Linked DNA regions of Pan troglodytes: region 2 is linked to region 1. Evidence: chromatin contacts called from public Hi-C data. All regions are on one chromosome and are shown on one strand. Each heading gives the region's core, a stretch centred on a gene start, on an enhancer-like site or on the middle of the called end of the contact. The rest is flanking DNA. Distances are from core to core; before and after follow the strand shown.

What was found. Hi-C and Micro-C count contacts between places; a contact is called where the count stands out from the background.
Region 2: a contact with region 1 is called in a Hi-C map of stem cell-derived neural progenitor cells, with 4 times the contacts expected there. The contact joins the promoter of BUB1B here to the promoter of SRP14 in region 1. A contact is called at or near these places in 3 of 7 Hi-C or Micro-C datasets (induced pluripotent stem cells and stem cell-derived neural progenitor cells), 1 of 1 datasets of contacts at active chromatin or transcription factors (stem cell-derived excitatory neurons) and 1 of 1 other capture datasets (stem cell-derived neural stem cells).

The regions. Positions count from the first base shown.
Region 1 is chr16:32,000,978-32,008,250 of NHGRI_mPanTro3-v2.0_pri, forward strand. It overlaps SRP14 (signal recognition particle 14), which reads right to left and starts at 2,729. Exons shown (of 5, transcript XM_001140332.7): 1 at 2,602-2,729; 2 at 2,385-2,457; 3 at 1,791-1,903; 4 at 583-615; 5 at 1-97. The coding sequence starts at 2,625.
Region 2 is chr16:32,117,645-32,124,917 of NHGRI_mPanTro3-v2.0_pri, forward strand. BUB1B (BUB1 mitotic checkpoint serine/threonine kinase B) reads left to right here and starts at 4,384. Exons shown (of 23, transcript XM_510299.7): 1 at 4,384-4,669. The coding sequence starts at 4,635.

The DNA.
Region 1 (7,273 bases), core at 1,479-3,978:
CTGCTGCTGCTGCTGCTGCTTTGGTCTTCTTAGTTTTGTTCTTTTTGTCTCTCTTCTTCAGCCCATCCATGTTAGCTCTAAGGAGGTTTGAATAAGCCTGAAAGATACAACAGAGCATACCTTAGTGGGAAGATGTGCAAACTGGCAGAACACCAGCCCTATTTGCATAATGGATTTAGGGTAGCCAAAAATCAGGAAAGAATATAGCACCATTGGACACTTGTACCGGAAAATGGTATAAGCATAAAACACTCTTTCACATTATAGCAGCTTCTGCAACACCCACAGACAGTTGCACACATTTTTTACGTTTTTTTCCAAGGGAAAATTGCAGGCAACTTCTTGTTCAACTATACTATAGGTAGCATATATCTACAGCCTAAGACAAAATCTAACTTAAAAAGACTAGAAAGGAAGACGGTATTAGCGTTGAAATTCACACCCGGGCAGCTTTTACTTGAAACATACTGGTAAAACTTATCTCCGGAGAGCAGTGAACCCAAGTATCAATCTTACCCAGTGTTCACTATCATACTGACTCTTGCCCTGAGAAGGGAAACATAAGGAACACCCAAAACTCACCATCTGAAACTTATTCACTTCCTTGGAGCTCACCTGAAAAAGAAGGAAAAAAGAGGTCATACCTATTATCCATATAAGCATCCTCTTCTCCACCCCAGATAGTATCTCAAAAGCCTCCAGAAGACAATATCCTTATCTTTAAAATACTTCTCCCCAACTTCAGGGTTCATAATACACGAATGGTTATTTTTCTACTCTACTTTCCTCTGCCTAGAGAACAAGAAAAGGAGCTCTGCATCTTTTTCCACATGAGAATTGCACCAAGAGGTGAAAGGCAGTAGGCTCCTTTGGAAAAAAAAAAAAAAGCTTTGTGTCTCACCTCTTGAAATCCCTTAGAAAGGTGGCATTGGGTTTTCTCCCTGGGTTCTGAGAAAAGTCAGAGGACTTCTCAGTATTAATTTTTTATACATTAATAGAAGATATATTTAAACTACTCCCTCCCCATCTTATTTTTAAACCTGCCTTCCATTAATTCAAGCATATTTAAGCACAATGCGAGCTACCACAAAATAAATTCTACCTCTGAAGAACATTCCTTAGGTTTTTGTTATTTCATGATATCTAACTTTATCTGTAAAACCACATAAGCTTGTTTTACTGTAGAAGTCCTCTCAAGATAACTTGTCGCGGGAGACTTCCAACTAAGTATAGTCTACATTTTCATGCAGTCAGTATCCTACACTAATGTGATTTCTGCCACAGCAGAATAAAGTAGTATTCACTCAATTCAAGGAGTCTCTTCCTTTGCCTTATTCAACCTCCACTGAAAGACTAGGGCTCTTGACTAAATGTATATTTTCTCAAGTGCCAAACCTAACATCTAGCTGCACATTCGCCATGTGAACCACAAAGATAAGGAAATAATAGCATCACCTGGTACCAAGAAACTGCTTATTGAAGGCCCGGCACAGTAAGGGGCTAAGGAATCAAAAATTTATGCCAGCTGCTCCTTACAGTACTACCAATAAGGACCAATATGCTACTTTCATTTCCACAAGAGCTTTAGCAGAACTAACGACTGTCTGACCTCTACCTTCTTATTTTATTCTGGAGGTTTCCACTACTAAAGTATAGGAAGGTCTTGGTCTCAAAAATAGCCACACAGGGCAAAAGGGAAAAATAAATAAAAGCCTGGTTCAGAAACGCCCCATCCTCTGTTAAGTTCAAGTCTTTACATTTCAAAAGACGGCCTTAGAAATTAAGCTCACCACAGTGCTGATCTTCTTCTTCCCATCGGTAGCTCTTAACAGACACTTGTTGTCTGCGGGCTCAAAGCCCTCCACAGTACCTTTCTTTGGAATGGGTTTGGTTCGACCGTCATCTGAAGGAAAAAATGCATCCTGGTGAACACGGCCGCGTACGTGGCTGAGCGGCAGACAAACAGTTAAAACAGAGGAGGGGGGTAAGTGATGACCTAATCCAGCCCCGCTGCTCTGGTTTTGTTAAACACCTCATCTGCTATCACGGTCTGGCGAAACCCTGGAGAAACTATTATTTCCACGACGGAAACATGTAATATCGAAGCACGTTAAATTCCACTCAAAGTGGCGGCGTCTGGGATCCCTGACAAAGAGCCCTGGGCTGCTTGGGGCCCATTGTTACCAGAAGCAACCTAGGCGGCTCAGTGCTGGGGACTGAGCCAGCTACAATCCCTACTATTTTCCGGGCCCGAAGCCCCGAATGTGCCCAGTACAGGGTGGCGAAAGGTAGAGGAAGGCGGCGGTCCGCGGCAGACAGACTCCGGTGGCTCCCAGACACCGGGCACCCAGGGAGCATCGCCCGGCTCCCCTCCCGCTGCTTACACTTCTTCAAGGTGATATAGACGCTGCCCGACGTCCGGCACTTCTGGAAAAGTCTGGTCAGCTCCGTCAGGAACTGGAAAACAACAGGCCCAGCCCCGTTAGCCAGCCCCAAATCCTCGTCCCGCCGCGTCAAGGCCCTGGTCCTCCTGCAGGAGGCACAGGTCTCGAGTAACGCCTGAGCCGCCCCCTTCCCTCGGCCGGCCAGGCCTAGCCATACCTGCTCGCTCTCCAACAACACCATCGCGGCGACGCTGGCTCGACTCCCTCCGCTTAAGCCACTAGCAGTGAGAGCCGGAAGTTCGGCCTAGGCTGGGCGGGACTTCCGCTACTAGACTTCCATTGTCTTCCACCAATCTCTTCTCTTCCACCAATCCCGGCCTGCGCCCTCCCCCCTCCCCGCCCGCCTAGCGCCCGCGCCCTGGGACGTCCGGAGGCCTGTGACCCGGAGGCGCTGGGGCTGCCCTGGGCCGTCACGTGCGAGAAATCGTCTCACCCCAGCCAGTGTGAGGGAGTGAGAGCAAAAGAAAGTTTTGATAGCAGCGTACGATTTATATTCAGCTGTATGCTGGACAGGTAACCTAACAACTCAGTGACTCAGTTTCCTTATCCATAAAGTAAGGGTAATGATAGTATCTACCGCGCAGTGTGGTCGTGAAGCGTAAATGAAACTCAGATTAAATACGTAGAACAGTGCCTGGCACATAGAGCGTGTTCAGTAGGTATCAGCTATTGTTCTTTTCATTATTGTCATTATAAGTTACTGTAGAGATCCTTTAAACTCTCCCTAAACGCTGACCTGCAGCTCTAGCCAGAAGGGCTGGGCCGGGTGCGGTGGCTCACGCCTGTAATCCCGGCACTTTGGGAGGCCGAGGCGGGTGGATCACGAGGTCAGGAGATTGAGACCATCCTGGCTAACACGGTGAAACCCCGTCTCTACTAAAAATACAAAAAAGTTAGCCGGGCGTGGTGGCGGGCGCCTGTAGTCCCAGCTACTCGGGAGGCTGAGGCAGGAGAATGGCGTGAACCCAGGAGGCAGAGCTTGCAGTGAGCTGAGATCGCGCCACTGCACTCCAGCCTGGAAGACAGAGCGAGACTCCGTCTCAAAAAAAAAAAAATGAGGGGCTGGAGCCCAGTCTTTAGTTCTACCTCTGATTAGTCAGGAGAACTAGGTTGTAAGCCCTCTCTGCCAGTAGCCAACTTGAACCCTGGGCCCTCTATAAAGTCAAGCATTCCACCACACAAGAGGTTTTCGCTGAGTGCCTCTCAGTCTGTGCCAGGCACGGTTGTAGAGGTTGGGGATGCAGCAGGATAAGAAAAGCTAAGTTCCTGGTTTCCTGGAAGTTGGGTTAAAGGGGCAGGGAGGAAATAAACAATGAAGCAAACAAGTAAGTAGTACAGCTTCAGATAATGAATTCCGTGAAGACAGCCTAAGCAGGGCTGTATAATGAGAGTGGGAAGGGGACTGCCTGGGTTGGGGTCAGGGGAGTTCTCGTCGAAAAGGAGAACTTTGAGTTGAAAGCTGAAAGGACCAGCCATCCAAAGATCTAGGGACACTGTTTCAGACACAGGGAACGGCTAGAGCAAAACCTTCAAAGGGGAAACAAGTTGCCCTGTGTCTGTAAGACTGGCAGGTGCGGGTAGGGGTGAGGAGGGCTTGTGGAGCAAGGAGTAAAGGAGTATGGAGAGGTAGCTGGGGACCAGATTATGTAGGGCCCGTGACCATGGTAAGCCTGGATTTTGTTCTAGATACAAAGAGAAGACTCGTTAAGGAAGTTTTCAACAGAACACTGAAAATCTGATTTATATTTTTTAAAGATCCCCCTGTCTGTGTTGTGGAGAATGCACTGTAGAGAGACAGGGCAGGAAATGAGGAGCCCAGTTAGGAGATTCAAACTTAATGGCTTAAATATGTTCACTCTCTGATTTCACATTTTCTTCCAAATGGCCAGCGCCCGTTGCCCACTTCCTGCCCTAGGCTGATGACCTTGTGTAGCCAACCTGTATTGGCTTTTGGTTCTCCAGCATTTGAACCTGTTTGCAATCCCCTGTTGTGTGGGTTTTGGTGAGAGGCAATAAATAAATAAATAGAAGGGTCAGAGGGTCACTCTCTCAACTGCCCTCAGCACCTGGGCTCAAGCATATGACCTAACATGGGTCAATCTGGTGCTCTCAACCAGGACTTTGACTTCTGAGCTAGTAATATCAAGGCCTAGGGCTCTTGCATGGGTGTCCAGTCATTTGAATGTGAGGATGTTTTTGCTCATCTGTATTGGCAGATATCATGAAAATTATGCATGGGCCCTTTTTAAAAAATTTTTTTTATCTCATCAGCTATCATTAGTGTTAGTGTGTTTTACATATGGCCCAGGACGATTCTTTCAATGTGGCCCAGGGAAGCCAAAAGGTTGGACACGCATGCTAGAGGTTATTCATATGGTGCCATCACAAAGTGGTCTTGTGTTGGCGGCCCTATAGGAGGGGTTTTCACCAGACTGTTCTAATCTATGCTAGTCTTGAGGTGTGCGAAGATGACTCCCCAATTTTTAATTATAGCTTTTACCTCTGTATTGAGCTCCAAACTTGCATATTCAGCTGTCCACTTGGTAGTTCCACCTGGATGTGTAATGAGCATCTCAGATATTACGTGACCAAATCAAAACTTTTTACTTCCCACATCTTTGCTGTTTATTAAATGGCACCACCATCTGACCAGTTACTCAAATAAAAACACCCATGAATCATCCCGGATTCCTTTTTCTTTTTGAGGCAGGGTCTCACTCTGTCACCCAGGCTAGAGTGCAGTGGTGCAATCTCGGCTCACTGCAGCGTCCACCTCTCAGGCTCAAGCTATCCTCCAGCCTCAGCCTCCTAAGTACTTGGGTCTATAGGCATGAGCCGCTGCCACCAGCTGTTCTTTTTCTTTTAATTTTCACATCTACACCTGCATGAGTCCTGTTAGCTATCTTGAAAGTTTAATCTGATTGCAGTCACACTAGCATCTGGACTTCTGCAAAAATCTCGGTGGCAGGCTGGATGATCCCCCAGAGATGTCTATGTCCTAGTACATGGAATGCGTGCATCGCACTGGATCCAGTGCAATTCAACTACTGATGGAATATTCTTTGGGCTTTGTTTTTCTGTGGGAAATGACCAAGAGCACCTATTCAGAAGTCAAAGTGATCGGGGTTCAGATCCCACATCTGCTACTTATTGATTATGTGGCCTCAGGCAACCTCTCAAGGCCTAAGTCTCTTCACTAGCAAAGTAACAATAATAATGCTTACTTCATTGAGGTTATGAAGATTTTATAAAATACTATATGTAAGAGCCTTAGGCTTGCTCTAATATGGTAAATATAGATGTTTAAATTAATTTTAAATTTTTAATTCCTCAGTCACACTAGCCACATTTCAAGGATTCAGTAGCAATATGTGGCTTGGATAGTACAGATGTAGAGCATTTCCATCATCACAAATTCTACTGGACAGCGCTATCATTGATAACATTGGGCCTAGCACATAGTAAATGCCCAATAAACAGTATAGTATCAAATAGTGTTATTACTTATAGACCACACACCTTCCATCATTTCAACATCACCATCCTGATTTCTGCCATTATCTTAATACCACCTGTACTGTTAGTTAATATTTTTCTTTACATTGACTCACTTTCTACTTGTGTATTTAATATCATGATCATAAGTGGAAAACCAGTATCATTTGCCATAAATAAAAGGGATCATAAAAGGAAGTACTATGAAGTAAAATAATGTTGCTAAATTTAAATTTTTGAGATTAAAAAAATTAAAACAATGAGTAAAAGCAATGATAAAGTTCATTGATATATAAGACTATATCTGAAAATAAATTCATCAGTGAGAAAAATGGTATTGTATGTGATCAATCAGGAATAAAGGTAGCTCAGGGGTACAATGAAATTGAGAGTTTATGTCAATATAACATGGTTAAATTTTGATGTTTTCCAGCACCCCAAATCCTAACTTGCAATTATGTGTGATTAGGGTAACATATCATTCATCAAATTGTAATTTAAATGCATAATAGAGGTTAATGGCTTTTGGCCTTGGAGCAGAGCAGTATGTATGTGAGGCATGGAGCTGGGTCACTGTCTCTAAGTCATGCAGGCCACACACCTTCCTGCTCCCTCTCCCTCAGTTTTTCCTCTCCCTTTCACAGTTCTAGGAGAACCATGACATGAAAATGGTTCCCAAATCCTTTCCCACATCATGGGGGCTTCATCAAAGGCCTAGGCAGCACCAAGAGCAAAACGAAGGCCCTGGGCACAAAACACCGTACCAGCTTTGGCCACTTCCCCATGGGAAGACGGGCAGAGAAAAGTACCCCTGCTCCTCAGGGCCTAGCCGACCTAAGGGACCTGAATAAGTATGCTTGTTTGTACAACCTGAGATTGTCTCTCCCAAAATGCAGGGGTAATGTGTTTTTTCCTCAGACAGAGCACACTTTAATTTATTAGGTGTTTAATTAGAGTTGGTTTTGAATTAGGGTCAGGAATTTGGTTAGGGTTTGAATTAGGGTCAAGGATCTTGTTCAGGTTAGGGTTGATTAATTTGCAGCTGCAGTTACTCTAATGCAATTACACTTTGCAGTGCCTGGAAAGTATAATGCTTAAAAACACAGTCGCTAGTTCCTGGATGGGGTTCCTAGCTGGGGTAGTCAAGGCTGCAATAAGCCATGATTGTGCCACTGCACTCCAGTCAGGGAAACAGTGAGATGCTGTCTCAAAAAAAATTTGTATTTTGTTTAACCTATTATTAATAAGGAAACCAGATGTATGTTACAATCCATTCAAAGGGGAATCCAGTAAACATCAGGAATTCTGGAATGAATTTGTAAATGGAAGCAAAA
Region 2 (7,273 bases), core at 3,134-5,633, 120 kb after region 1:
CTATGGCTGTGTTAGGCCATTTTTGCATTGCTCTCAAGAAATACCTGAGGCTGGGTAATTTATAAAGAAAAGAGGTTTAATTAGCTAGAGATTCTGCAGGCTGCACAGGAAGCATGGCGCCAGCATCTGCCTGGCTTCTGGTGAGGCCACAAGGAGCTTTTACTTCTGGTGGAAGATGAAGAAGGAGCAAGAGAGAGAAAGGGGCATACCACATACTTTTAACGACCAGATCTCAGGTGAACTCAGAATGAGAACTCACCATTCACCAAGGGGATGGTGCTAAGACATTCATAAGGGATCTGCCCCAGGATCCAAACACCTTCCATCAGGCCCCATCTCCAACAATGGAGAAGCCTCTTTCTACGTGAGATTTGGAGAGGACAAACATCCAAACCATATCAATAGCTCCTTACAAAGGGGTTGGATGGAAAACTAGAAATCGGCTCAGATAGATCCAGAGAGGTTTGCAGCCCTCCATGCCATCTTTAGCTGTTAGGAGATGATGTTTCTAACTCTGCTTGTCTGGATTCTGTTCTCCCTGCTTTAGCTTGGGAGCCCGTGTTGGAAGAAAGGCACTGAAATGCCTCAGAGCAACAAGTGTCAAAGACCTACATGGAGAAGGGAAGCTTGTGGTTCTGTCTTGGCTCAAGAGGCTGGGGTTGGCCAGGCACGATGGCTCACGCCTGTAATCCCTGCACTTTGGGAGGTCGAGGCAGGCAGATCACCTGAGGTCAGGAGTTCTAGACCAGCCTGGCCAACATGGTGAAACCCAGTCTCTACTGAAAATACAAAAATTAGCCAGGCGCCTATAGTCCCAGCTACATGGGAGGCTGAGGCAGGAAGATCGCTTGAACGTGGCAGGTGGAGGTTGCAGTGAGCAGAGATTGTGCCACTGCACTTCAGCCTGGGTGAGAGAGTGAGACTGCATCTCAAAAAAGAGGCTGGGGTTCTCATCTTTGGTATGTTCAATCATCCCAGAGGTGAGCCTGAAATTCTGAAACATAAAGAGTTCCTCCAAAGTTGCTCTGGGTGGGTCCCAAATTCAAGTTTCCCACTGGCCCTCAGTCTCCTAAGGTTGTTTTAAAGGGAGAATGTTGGCCAATTCTGACTGGGACTCACACCTCCAGGTAAAACTTTAAAAGGACAGCCTTTAGAGAAGAAGGCAGAGATGGGAAAGAGGCAAAACAGCTGTCACTTCTCTTAATTCTAACAATCTTCTCGCACCTAGCTGTAGCCAACTTAGTTCCCATATTCAGTGAAATTAAGTTGTTTCCAATCATTTGGCCCCTCCCAGCCTGGGGGCCTCTGACCTCTGGCCTTTCTTTGGAAAAGCAATGCAGAGTCCAGATCTGCAGGAGTAGCTCCCAGCTGGGCCCCCGAGAAGGGAAGAAGCAAACTTTCCACAGTTTGCACCAAGCCCCAGGAGGCAATGTCAGAGAGGAAGTGAGGAAGCCTGCCTGGCAGAAAAGCAATGGCGGCTCAGACATATCCACTCCATTCTCCTGCAAGTGTCCCCACAATGGATTGGCTCTGCCAGGAGCCATCCCTACCCCCATTCAGCTATCTTAGAATTGTCACCTCCTCAAATAAGGACAGAACATTATGTAACCCATTTCCTCAGGCCTCAGAGCTATGGAGTCACATGCACTAGTCAGGAGAATCCCACTGGCTCTTCCATAGGCCCCCAGGGCCGCTGCACACAGGGCTTTGTGTGAATTAGAGAGAGGAGGCCCCTCTGGGCACTTTTGAAGGTGTCTTCTCTGAGTAGAAAAAGCAGAAAAATGTCCCCATTTGCGTGACAGGCACTCTTGGATGCAGCAATATTTATGCACTGTATGTGTGGCACTGAATGAGTCCCTCCTTTTGAAGCCTTGCCTAGGTGGTCTGGGTCTTTTCAGAGCATCTGCCATGTTCTTCCTGTCCTGTCAAGCTCTCTCTGGTTGATGGCCTCTGTCTCCAAGGCTACTGGAGGACATCTTGCTTCTGCTGGTGTCCACTGTGGGATGCTGATGTCTGGCTCCAGGGAGGGCCTCCCTGTGCTCTCAGAATGGCCAAGTGAGGCTGTGCCCTCGGTGCCTGGGCACGAAGGCAGTGCTGTTGGAGGCTGGCATCACACAGAACCAGCTTTTTTTTTTTTCCTTTTTAGAGACAGTCTCACTCTGTTGCCCAGGCTGGAGTGCAGTGGCATGATCACAGCTCACTGCAACCCCCGCATCCCGGGTTCAAGCGATTCTCCTGCCTCAGCCTCCAGAGTAGCTGGGATTACAGGCATGCACCACCACACCCAGCTAATTTTTGTATTTTTAGTAGGACGGGGTTTCACCATGTTGGCCAGGCTAGTCTTGAACTCCTGACCTTAAGTGATCCGCCCGCCTCAGCCTTCCAAAGTACATAGAACCAGCTCTTAAGGCCACTGCCTCAGGCCCTCACTCCACAAAACCATAAGTCCTTGGGACCAGGCCAAGAAAGGGTCACAATCCAAGGTGGATATCCTGTGCCCCACTCACTCCAGTTCCCCCCAAGCCCACAAACAAACGCTGCTGCTTTCAGCATTCCTCTTCCTCAAAGGCAAACCTTGCTTGCTGGGAGCTCCACCCATCAGTTCATGGGACATCCCTAAAAACTCAATTTCCAAATTAAACCACAGAGCACCTTCTGTCATACATTTTGGAGTTTTGTTTTACCTACCTCCTTCTTTTCCCGTAGTGAAACAAGCAAGGGGTTTAGCCTGAATGCATTCTACATCGTACCAGAGTTTATGGGGAATCCGACTAGGTTATAGGAAAGACTGAGATCAAAAGACCAAACGCTACGTTTCCAAGATTGTTTGTAGGAAATAGTCAAAATTGAGAAGCTGTAGATATGAACAGGACACCCTGTTGAAAGAAAATGAAGTTCTAGGCCAGTACTGGCATAAGGTAAGAGATAAAATGAGCCAGTGAGAGAATCCCACGCACCACACCTCATATGATCCAGGAAAGCTTCCTGGATGTGGAGGACTTCGATGTAAAGAGTAACCAAAATTTCCTATGAGGAATCACCCCTTCTCCTCTCTCAGTCCCAAGGTGAAACACATGACTTGGTTCTGAACAATCAAAGCCCTGAATCCACTATCCCCAGTGACTGTTTGGGAGGAAGGGGTTAAGCAGGGTGACTCCTAAGTCTGAATTTGAACCTGTAAGGATAAAGTCGTGAATCTGTTACCCAATGGAGAATGACAATAAGCCAACAACAAGAGTAGAGGCGAGAAATGGAGAGAGGCCCAGTCCACATGAGTCCTGGGTTAAGCTTTATCTGAAGTCTTTTATATATAAAAGACAGTAAATTCTCTTTTCCGAGTAGGCCGATTTAAGTTGGATTTCTACTTCTTTGGAATCTAGTCCTGATGATTCAGAGGAAAGAAGGACTTATATAACATGAACAAAGACAGAAAGCTGGGAACTAAGAACCAGAGGGTAGTAGACAGTATCCTCAGCACCTGCCTCTGGGAAGTGCCACCTCTCTGACCATCCCCACAGTCATAAAGGAGAACTCCCCTGTACCTGGGCTTTCTTAAATGACCCTGTTCCTTCCTCAAGGTGGCTAATGCCTGTAATCGCAGCTACTGCGGAGGCTGAGGTGGGAGGATCACTTGACCCCGGGAATTGGAGGCTGGAGTGAGCCATGATGGGGCTAGGGCACTCCAGCCTGGGCAACAGAGCAAGAAGAAGACCCTGTCTCTAAAACAAAACCAACCAAACAAACAAACAAAAAGACTCTACTCCCCTGGTCATATCTGAGCTATCACAATTTCTTCCTCAGAAAATTGAAATTGCGACGAACAGTTTAATGTCAGTCAAGGCTAGTCTCCTGAAGGGGAAAAGAGGTAACACCTTGGGAACCATAGCATGGCTGTGTTTACTGCTTGTGGACTGAGCAGAAGAGAAAGCAAGACAGTATCATCACTTTATAGATGAGGAAAACTGATGGTCAGAAAGATTATGTAGCTTGCCTAAGGTTGCACATTTGGTATGATTTTACAGAACTAGAATCCAGCTTTTTGAATTCAAGGGTGGGGCAGGAAACAGCTAGGTCAGTGGCCTAAGAACTCCGGACGGGTGAGATTTGGGGCAGACAGCAGGGGTAGTCACCCTACAAGAGTCACGCCAAGTGCAAGCACTCAGAGACATCTCCCAACACTCAAAACAGCAAAGAAGTTCTGGTGCTTTAAGTGTTCCTCGCTCGGCTCAGAGACTCGCCTTTGAGCCGCGACTCAAGACAGACCTGCGGAGAATTTGTTTTGCCTAAGCCTGCCGCACTTCCATGGCCATTGAATCCCAAAAACTACAATTCCCATTATGCACCGCGAGTTCGCGGACTAAACCGGCATAAACTACAAGCCCCAGAATGCCTTGGGCGAGACGCGAGAGCACGGAGGAGCGGAGGGGCGTGGCCACGTCGACCGCGCGGGACCGTTAAATTTGAAACTTGGCGGCTAGGGGTGTGGGCTTGAGGTGGCCGGTTTGTAAGGGAGTCGTGTGCGTGCCTTGGTCGCTTCTGTAGCTCCGAGGGCAGGTTGCGGAAGAAAGTCCAGGCGGTCTGTGGCCCAGAGGAAAGGCCTGCAGCAGGACGAGGACCTGAGCCAGGAATGCAGGATGGCGGCGGTGAAGAAGGAAGGGGGTGCTCTGAGGTAGGTACGGGAGAAAGCTGCTGGGGGCTGGGCCTGAGAGGACACGGCCTGGTAGGTAATAGAAGGCTCCGCTCGGAGCAGTCGAGGGGGAGATCGGCACCGTCAGAACAGACCCCACCGTAGCCTCCTTCCTTTTGGAGTAGAATGCCGGAGGTGGAGGTGAAAACGCAGTGGACTGAGGGCACGTGCGAATCCTGCCGCATCCAGCTTCAAAGCGAAGAAGGCTGCGGGACCCCAGCGGAACAAAGAGTTTGGAAGTTGTAATGTGGTCTGTTTGTAACTCAGCTCAGCCACCTGCTAGTTGTTTGACCTTGGGCAAATCGTATGTATGGAAAATGCTGATGTTAATACTGCCTTACGTGGTTCTGGGGGAATTCAAAGTATTTGTTAAGTAACTGCTTCCAAATAAGCGCTCAACAAATGGCAGGTGCTATGCCAATAGCACAGAGATCTAAAAGCCTTTAGCCAATATCATAGAGATCTAAATTATGCCAATAACATAGAGATCTAAAAGCCTTTCTCTGCATGTTTGCGGCTTTTCCTTGTATTAAAAAAAACTATATTGCAGTTCTAGGTTGGAAATCTGTATGTGTTTTCACTGTGGTGCCCGCAATACCTAAATAAGTGCTATGTCATGGGCTCTTTCATTCATGTAACAAGTATTTTTTTGGCTAAGCTCTGAGTGCAGCAAATATACAGACACAAAAATCTCAACCCTCATGAAGCTTAAGTTCTGGGATGGGATGAAGATGGGGGAGTCAGACAATAAAGACAAACTGTTAGGTGGAGATGTGGTCAGTACTAAAAAAAATAAAGCAAGTGGGTGTAGTGAATATTGGGGGTGGGGATTGGTGCAATTTTAGCTTAAACACTAGAGCCTCACTGAGGAGATGTTATTTTGGTCAAGACTTGAAGGAATCTCAAAAGCTAGAGGTTCTATATCTGAGGGGAGTACAAAGGCTGAGGGTGAGAGCTGGGGGAGGAAGTTGCACCTGGCATGTCCAAGGCCATTGTCACTGGAGCAGAATTAACTAGAAGAGTAAAAGGATATTATGTAAAAATGGTGAAGATGCAGATTGTAAGGACTTAGCTTTTACTCTAGTTGTAATCAAAAGTCATTGGAAGGTTTTGAGCAAAGGAAAGACATAATCTGACTTGGGTTTAAATGGGGTCACTTTGGCTGTAGTGTTGAATACACTAAAGGCAGAAAGGATGGAAGCAAGGGACACCAGTTAAGAGGTTATTGAAATAATTCAGCTCAAAAGTGAGTTGAGCCAGGTGGAAAACAGTGGAGATGATGATAAGTGGTTGATTTCTGTATATATTTTGCAGGTAGAACCAGTAGGACTTGCTGACTGACTGAGGGATATGAGAAGGGCATCAAAGTTGGCACTAAGATTTTTGGCTTGGGTAACTGAAGAATGGGATTGCCATTTATTTGAGAAAGAGGAAGACTGTGGGAGGAGCAGGTCTGGGAGGAAGTGGGGGCAGTCTTAGCTCAATTTGGGATATTTAACTGAGATAGTGTAATTCACTATTTTTAAGAGCAAGAGAAGAAAGTTCAGATGAATTCAACAAACAGGGCATAATAGTGTTATATCTTGTATTAGATCATGGACATACAAAAATAAATGGCATAGCCCTTACCTTTACAGAGTTCACACAATATAGAGCAGGTCCTGGTATAACATCGTTTCGTTATAATGTTGATGAGAAAAAAAATCAATTCATTGCGGGGCTGCTGTGTATGTGGAGTTTTCATGTTTTCCGCATGTCTGCATGGGTTTCCTTAGGTACTCCAGTTTCCTTCTACATCCCAAAGATGTGCCTGTTAATTGGCGTGTCTAAATGATCCCAGTCTGAATGGGTGTGAATGTGAGTGCTCCCTGTGATGGAGTGGTGTCCTGTCCAGGGTTGGTTCCTCTCTGAGTTGCTGAGATGGGCTCTGGCCACCCTCAACCCCGAACTAGAATAAGTGAGTTGGAAAATGAATGAAGGAATGAATACAAATTACTGTAAAATAAAAATCTGTAAAGGCTGGGAGCAGTGGCTCACACCTGTAATCCCAGCACTTCGGGAGGCTGAGGCAACAGGATTGCTTGAGCTCAGCGGTTCAAGACCAGCCTGGGCAACATAGTAAGACCTGTCTCTATTTAAAAAGTTTATATAAAGTGTGTATGATAATCATACAAATGCATGACAATAAACAATGCCTTATGAAAGTGCCCAGCATGCCCACTATAATGTTACTATTTGTTTTTTGAACTTTGTGGTGGTAGGAGGTACTTCTTGAAATTTTCACTCTCAAACATTTATTCCTTGAGTTAACCCACCAACACTATGACTGCAGTCATTCACTGATTCGCCAACAATAGGGTAAATGATTATTTTTTGTTTTCATTAATTGTTCTTAAGTGTATGGATAGCTCACATTTATTTCAATATTTAGTATTAAAAATGTTTGTTTCGAGTCTTTATTCAGAAGTTTGGTGACGTTTTTGTGACCAGAAATATGCCATAGGAACTTAACTTTTGTTTATGTCCATCAGCCTGTGGTAAAATTAGTTTTGTTACATGTCATTTTGATTAAAGTCATAGTTTCCA